2 separate regions of the Hordeum vulgare genome follow, and region 2 is linked to region 1. The links are chromatin contacts, called in public Hi-C maps. All regions are on one chromosome and are shown on one strand. Each heading gives the region's core, a stretch centred on a gene start, on an enhancer-like site or on the middle of the called end of the contact. The rest is flanking DNA. Distances are from core to core; before and after follow the strand shown. Region 1 holds the start of LOC123408896 (arogenate dehydrogenase 2, chloroplastic-like). Region 2 holds the start of LOC123409239 (phosphoenolpyruvate carboxylase 1-like).

The links. Hi-C and Micro-C count contacts between places; a contact is called where the count stands out from the background.
Region 2: a contact with region 1 is called in a Hi-C map of leaf, with 7 times the contacts expected there. The contact joins the promoter of LOC123409239 here to the promoter of LOC123408896 in region 1. A contact is called at or near these places in 2 of 6 Hi-C or Micro-C datasets (leaf and seedling).

Annotation. Positions count from the first base shown.
Region 1 is chr7H:459,794,264-459,797,479 of MorexV3_pseudomolecules_assembly, reverse strand. It overlaps LOC123408896 (arogenate dehydrogenase 2, chloroplastic-like), which reads right to left and starts at 1,727. Exons shown (of 7, transcript XM_045101927.1): 1 at 979-1,727; 2 at 687-855. The coding sequence starts at 1,406.
Region 2 is chr7H:460,284,914-460,288,129 of MorexV3_pseudomolecules_assembly, reverse strand. It overlaps LOC123409239 (phosphoenolpyruvate carboxylase 1-like), which reads left to right and starts at 1,763. Exons shown (of 10, transcript XM_045102192.1): 1 at 1,763-2,092; 2 at 2,194-2,585; 3 at 2,705-2,789. The coding sequence starts at 1,919.

The DNA of each region.
Region 1 (3,216 bases), core at 478-2,977:
TATCAAACACGTTGCATTACAAATAAATAAAAACACACCATCCCCCCCCCCCCCCCCCCGCCAAACCAAACACTCACTCAATTTTACGATATAAGGTGTATTAAGTTTCCGAAAAGTATAATATTTGTAACTTTGACCAAGTCCAGAGCCAAAAATATTGACATCCACAATACTAAATCAATAAAAATAAAAATGTATTTCATGATGAATCTAATGCGATTTGATATTATATATATATTGAAATATTCCTCTACAAATTTGGTCAAATTTAAAAAGATTTGACTTCTCAAAAAATTATACCTTATATTTTAATACAAAGAGAGTATTTTTTTTATAAAAACCCAAGAACATTAACGGCGCAGCAAAGACCGCCCAACCCTTTACTCCTTCAACTAATGCAGCTGTACTGGTAGTTCGTACAGTCGTTGTGTCATGAGCACCGGACAGAGGGACGGTTGAGCAACTCAATGCTGGCCCCGTATGTTTGGCAGGACCCCAAACTCAACGTCACTGCTAAAAATGCGGCACAAAAAAGTACAGTACGTTTAGCGGTAGGCGCTGAAAAGTGTGACGAGACGTTTCGTTTAAAATTTCAACTAGAGACAGCTACTTACTTTGAGAAGAAATATTATCGGTACTAGTGCGATCATCAATGGTAAGTACGGGTCAGGTTGAAGGTTACGAACCTCGAGGAGGAGGTTGCGGGGGAACTGCTTGACGGAGAGCACGTCGGCGACGATGGTGTCGGGGCGGAGCTTGGCGAGGGGGATGGCCCGGACGACGGACTCCGTGGAGAGGATGGAGCTGCAAACCAGCAGCACGTCCGGCTGCTCCTCGCACAGCGCCTCCAAGCTTCTGTTGTTGTTGTTGTTGTCAGCATTTCACAGCATGATGGATTGATCCCCTTGCAATTGCATCCCAAGTTCCCAACCGATAGATCGAAGAAAGATAGGTTCGTGGATTGGCATGGTTGGTCACCTGAAGAAGCGTATCCCGTGGGCGGAGCAGTAGCCGGAGTAGTCGGATCTTGAGGTGGCCAGCACGGCTTGGCCCTGCCGCTGGATGCCCCTGGCGATGAACTGCCCGAAGTTGCCGAACCCGATGATCCCCACGCGCAGCGCCGCGGGATCCGGCGCCTCCGTCAAGGACACCGACGGCGACGGCGACGTGGAGGGCTGCTCGTGGTCGTAGGCGCCACGCCAATGTGCGGCGAGCTGCTGCTCCTGCTCGGTGGAGGTCGTGGCGTCTCTCGGGGGTTTGGCGCCGGCGGTGGCCGGCCTGATCGGCCGAAGGGCGGCGAGGGCGCAGAAGTCGGGGCTGAAGCGTCGCAGCAAGCTCGGCGTCGGCGAAGCGGCGGCACCGGCCGGGGAGCTGCGGCAGGCCAAGTGGCGAAGGGAGGAAGCCATCGGTCGATCGGCTGCTTACTACGAAGTGATCGCGACGCCGATGTACTTTTTATTAAGTGATCGCGAGGCCGGAGCCGGTGGCGCAGCCGTGCAGGTCTCGCGCGCCCTCGCCAGCTCGCCAGCCTTGCATACGCGTCGATTCCAACTTGGTCGATGGATGTATCGGGAAAAAGAGATCGCTCGGTCGGGAGCGAATCACGAGAAGCAGATGGTGTGGATTTGTTGAGGAAAAAATGGCGAGATCCGATGCGCGTGGCAGTCCATCACGTGGAGGCAGCGGCAGCAAATCGACCAATAATCTGGACAGCCGGCAGCAGCAAGTCAGGCGGCAGAAGAAAAGCAGGGCAAAATTGACAAAAATGACCCCTGGGACGAAAGAACTCACGGATTGACCCCTCGGGAGAAATAATTCACCGGCCTGATCCTTTTGTGTGGCGCCCGACACCTCGGCGCCACACTGTACTGTGTGACGCCTAGGGGTTAGGCGCCACACCCCCTACCACGTGGCAGGGAGGGCCCCACCCCCAGGCAGTGTGACGCCTAAGCCTCAGGCGTCACACATTGTAATGTGTGGCGCCTGACCCTTAGGCGCCACACACTGACTTACAGAGCCACGGACCAGCCCCCTCCCCACCCCCTCCCCACCCCCTCCCTCATTCCCCTCCCCCAGCCCCTCTCCCAGCCACTGCCCCCTCCCTCAAATCCTTCTCTACATCACCAAATCTCAAGGTTTGGAGCGGGCATTTGTTGTCCAATCACTCCCCTAAGGTAATCCCCACCTCTCCCCTCATTCTCATCCAAAGGAAAATCTTTTGTGTTCTTTTTTTTGCAAATTTGAGAAAACCCTAGTTTTTCATGAAATGTGGGATGTATATCATATTGTTTTATTTGTTTGTATGTTAGGATAAGGGGTATGATGGGGTTAGGATTAGGGTTGTTTGGATGTGTGCATTATGGTTGTTTTAGGGTTAGGCTAGGGTTAGGCTAGGGTTAGGCTATGGTTAGGCTAGGGTTAGGGATGTTTGGTTGTGTTAGGGTTATGAGGGGGTTAGGGTTATTTGGAAGTTAGGCTATGGTTATTGTAATTGTATGATTGCTCATAAAAAGGTTCCATGTTTTGTTGTTTAGGTATGGGAAGAACATGTGTTTATGTTCATCACGTGGACAAGGATGCCTTTTTAAAAGGCAATATTGATCCGGACCCGGATGAGCTTGACATGGTGTTCGATTTGTGTCCTAGCTATGCTGAATTGTTGGAACAAGTCCGAAAGGATTTGAATTGGATGGACCCTAGTGATGTAGTTGAGTTTGCTAGTAGGCATAATGTGGGATTCGGAATGCACATTCGTTGGAAGACCATGCGTGTCAACTCCGAGCAACGTTGGCTTGCATACAAGGATACGGTGGCCGAATCACTAGACAAGGCTCTAGAGTTATTTGCCATGAAAACAAATGTTCCTAACTTGTTGGATTTGAACCGGGTTTCCTCTTCGATTGTTGAAGCTATTCCTGCAACCATCAACGAAGAGGCCAGCATTGAACCTCTTTCTTGTGTGTATGAGGCTAACGAAGAGGTCAACATTGAACATGAACCATTGGTAGAGGCTAATTATGAGCACTATGATGATGGTAATGTTCTTCATGACAACAATCTTGGTGATTTGGACAAATATAATTTGCAAGAGACAATGAACCATTCCATTCCGTACTCACGTGGGTATGCCTCTGAGTCTGACGATGAGGGTCCCGATGAAGAAGTTGATGAGGAAGGGTTCACGGCAAAGGAGGCTGAAGCTTTCATGAAGGTATT
Region 2 (3,216 bases), core at 514-3,013, 490 kb before region 1:
CCATGGTCGTCCACGATGGAAGCGACGACCAAGGGCACCACGCTTCTCCGTGGAGACGTTCTCTTGGTCTGCTTCTACCTCTACCATGCACTATGTCTCCCTGGTGATAGTCGTACCTACAGCGGGGGACGATGGGACCCTCGGCGCCACTCCCTTCTTGAAGGCGCCATCTTGGGAGCTCTGTGGCCGGTGGACACAGTTGGGTTGGCATTGGTACAATCTGGATCTAGAGGTGGTGTGTTGTGGCATCTATCGCGTCAACGACGATGGGTCTCGACGTAGCGCTATAGGGTCTCGATGTTGGAGGTGTGTCGATGGACACATGCAAGTTGGTGGCGTTGTATGGCGTCGTGGTGGATCAACGACAGTTGGGCTTGGCAAGGTCGATACGTTGATCTCTCCTTAAGTTGGGACGGCGGAAGATGGTGGCAGTGGATTATGGAGTGTGCACATGCGGTGCTCGCAGATAATCAGCTAGACCGGTTGGTGCTCTGGGCTTGCTGGCGGGTGACTTGGCGAGACCATCGGATTAGATGGCGTGTGTTGATGTGAGGTCACGACACATCATCAAGGTTGTAGGTATAGCATTAGTAGTTGCAAAAAGGTGGCTTTGAGTTGATCCATGTATTTGTTTTGTTGGATTTTGTTGAATAATTCACTAAAATGGTTGTCTGCATCACTTGATGCAGAGGCCCGGGGTTGTCCTCCTTTTGAAAAAGAAAAAAAGATTAGATCGCTCGTCGCCCGAAGAAGGTAAAGGTGCTTCAGGAAGGAATTAAGTCTTCTTGGTGCGAAGCCGGAAACCCTGCCCGAGCGAAAGCCCTTGCAAAGAACAAGTGTGCCTCCCGACCCCTCGTTCTACAGAAGGAGGAAGACGAGAAAGGATTCTGACAACAACTTCGATGCCAACAACATTCACCTCCACGTCAAAGGAAGGGGGGGTCGAACAACTATTTGTTGTCCATCTACATGTTCACAAATGGTACGTGTGGGGGGAGAAAATTAGACATTTGTCCTCGAAAATGCCATAAATCCATACTTATCCCACCATATAGTGTGGTAGACAAAATTCTAATGGGTTGTGGTTTAGCTAATATCGACTAGAAAATGAACTAGAGTTCCCAATTTAGACAACAAAAATTAATAGCAAATTGAAACAAATACAGTAGCACTTTACATACAACATAGACATTCATACAAATTTAATGGTTGTTTGAAATTCCTTCGCTCCGCAAGGGGCAAGTGGTTATATTTCGGAGAGCGGCTAAGGGCACGTATAATGATGCTATCTTAAAAGTGCCACATAGGATAAATGACGAGGCGGAGGAGAGAGAACTTGAAAAAAAGGCTTTGCCTTCTCTTATTTAAGAGAAAACAAGAGGTGATCTTTTAACACAATATGTCTCGTCATGTTTTTAGGAATAACTAATAGTAGGAGATAAGGCTAACAGATAATCCATTATAGACTTTGTTTATTATCTCTAAATTAATATAAGATTTAAGATAAGATCATTTTATCAATCATTGTACATGTCCTAACTGGCTGCTCCGCGCGCTCCGCTTTATAGTGAAAGAGCAGAGGTTGCCGAACACAGCCCTACTTTGTTGTTCTTTCACATTTTGATTATTTTTTAAAGGAGAATTTCATTAGTTTGGGCGCCCGTGCATCCGCTTTAAGCTGCCTTTCCAACCTCCAAGGGCCGTACTTTTCCCGTGCACACACTCAGCGGTCATACACCACTGTCCGGTGCTTATTTAGACACCCACGGCAGACCACTGCCCCATCACCCCATCCACACTCGCAGCCATACACGCACTGTCCGTCCGTCCGACCGACGGAGAGCGCGAGACACACACACCGCTTCCTCCTCCTTTGCTCGGCGCGGCGCGGCTCGGCGCGGCGCTTCCCGCGAAGGACATGTCATCCTCCTCCGCCCCCATGGAACGGCACCACTCCATCGACGCGCAGCTCCGCCTCCTCGCCCCCGGCAAGGTCTCCGAGGACGACAAGCTCGTCGAGTACGACGCCCTCCTCATCGACCGCTTCCTCGACATCCTCCAGGACCTCCACGGCCCACACCTCCGCGAGTTCGTACGTACCAATCCATACCATCGATTAACCTTTGAACCGGTCCCGCGCATGGAATGAAAGGAGTCTGACCTCGCCGGCCGGCCGTCGCTCGCTCGCTGCAGGTGCAGGACTGCTACGAGGTGGCGGCGGAGTACGAGGGCGACCGCGACGCGGCGCGGCTGGACGAGCTCGGGGGCAGGCTCACGGGGCTGGCCCCGGCCGACGCCATCGTCGTGGCCAGCTCCTTCTCCCACATGCTCAACCTCGCCAACCTCGCCGAGGAGGTGCAGATCGCGAACCGCCGCAGGAACAAGCTCAAGCGCGGCGACTTCGCCGACGAGGCCTCCGCCACCACCGAGTCCGACATCGAGGAGACGCTCAAGAGGCTGGTGTCCGACCTGGGCAAGACCCGCGAGGAGGTGTTCGACGCGCTCAAGAACCAGACCGTCGACCTCGTCTTCACCGCCCACCCCACGCAGTCCATCCGGAGGTCGCTCCTCCAGAAGCACGGCAGGTTGATTTCTTTCACATCACCCCATTGAGCCCAGCCAGGCTGCCTTGAAACGAACACCGTAATTTCTGCTGCATTTCGAAAGCTTATTAACAGAGTAATCGAGCTCTCTGTACATGCAGGATACGTAATTGCCTGAGGCAGCTGTACGCCAAGGACATCACGGCAGACGACAAGCAAGAGCTCGACGAGGCTCTTCAGAGAGAGGTATATGCGTCGCACAGTCACAGGTCCATATCTAGCTATATGCGTGCATGAGAATTTTGCTTGATGAACCTAAGATGTTTGGGGAGAAGATATTCGATAAATGTTTGGGTAGCAGCAGTAGTATCAATTTTGCAACGGTAATCATAACCAGCGAACGTTCGCTGGAACGGAAGGCAATTGCGAACGTTTTTATGGCTAGTTTAGTTCCCGAGGATGGTAATTTTCTGGCTTAAAATGAACTGCGCCAACAAAAAATGCCATAACTCCGGGTGAACGTTCGATTGGGTCCTTTTGCAATTGTTGCTCAACTGTATCATAATTTCGGACCCATCAAACCAAGGGATGGGCGCAGTAACATTTAATCGCTATGCTATTTCAAGCATGTCCATAATGTTATTGTTTGAGGCGAACCATGCTGCTGTTGCCA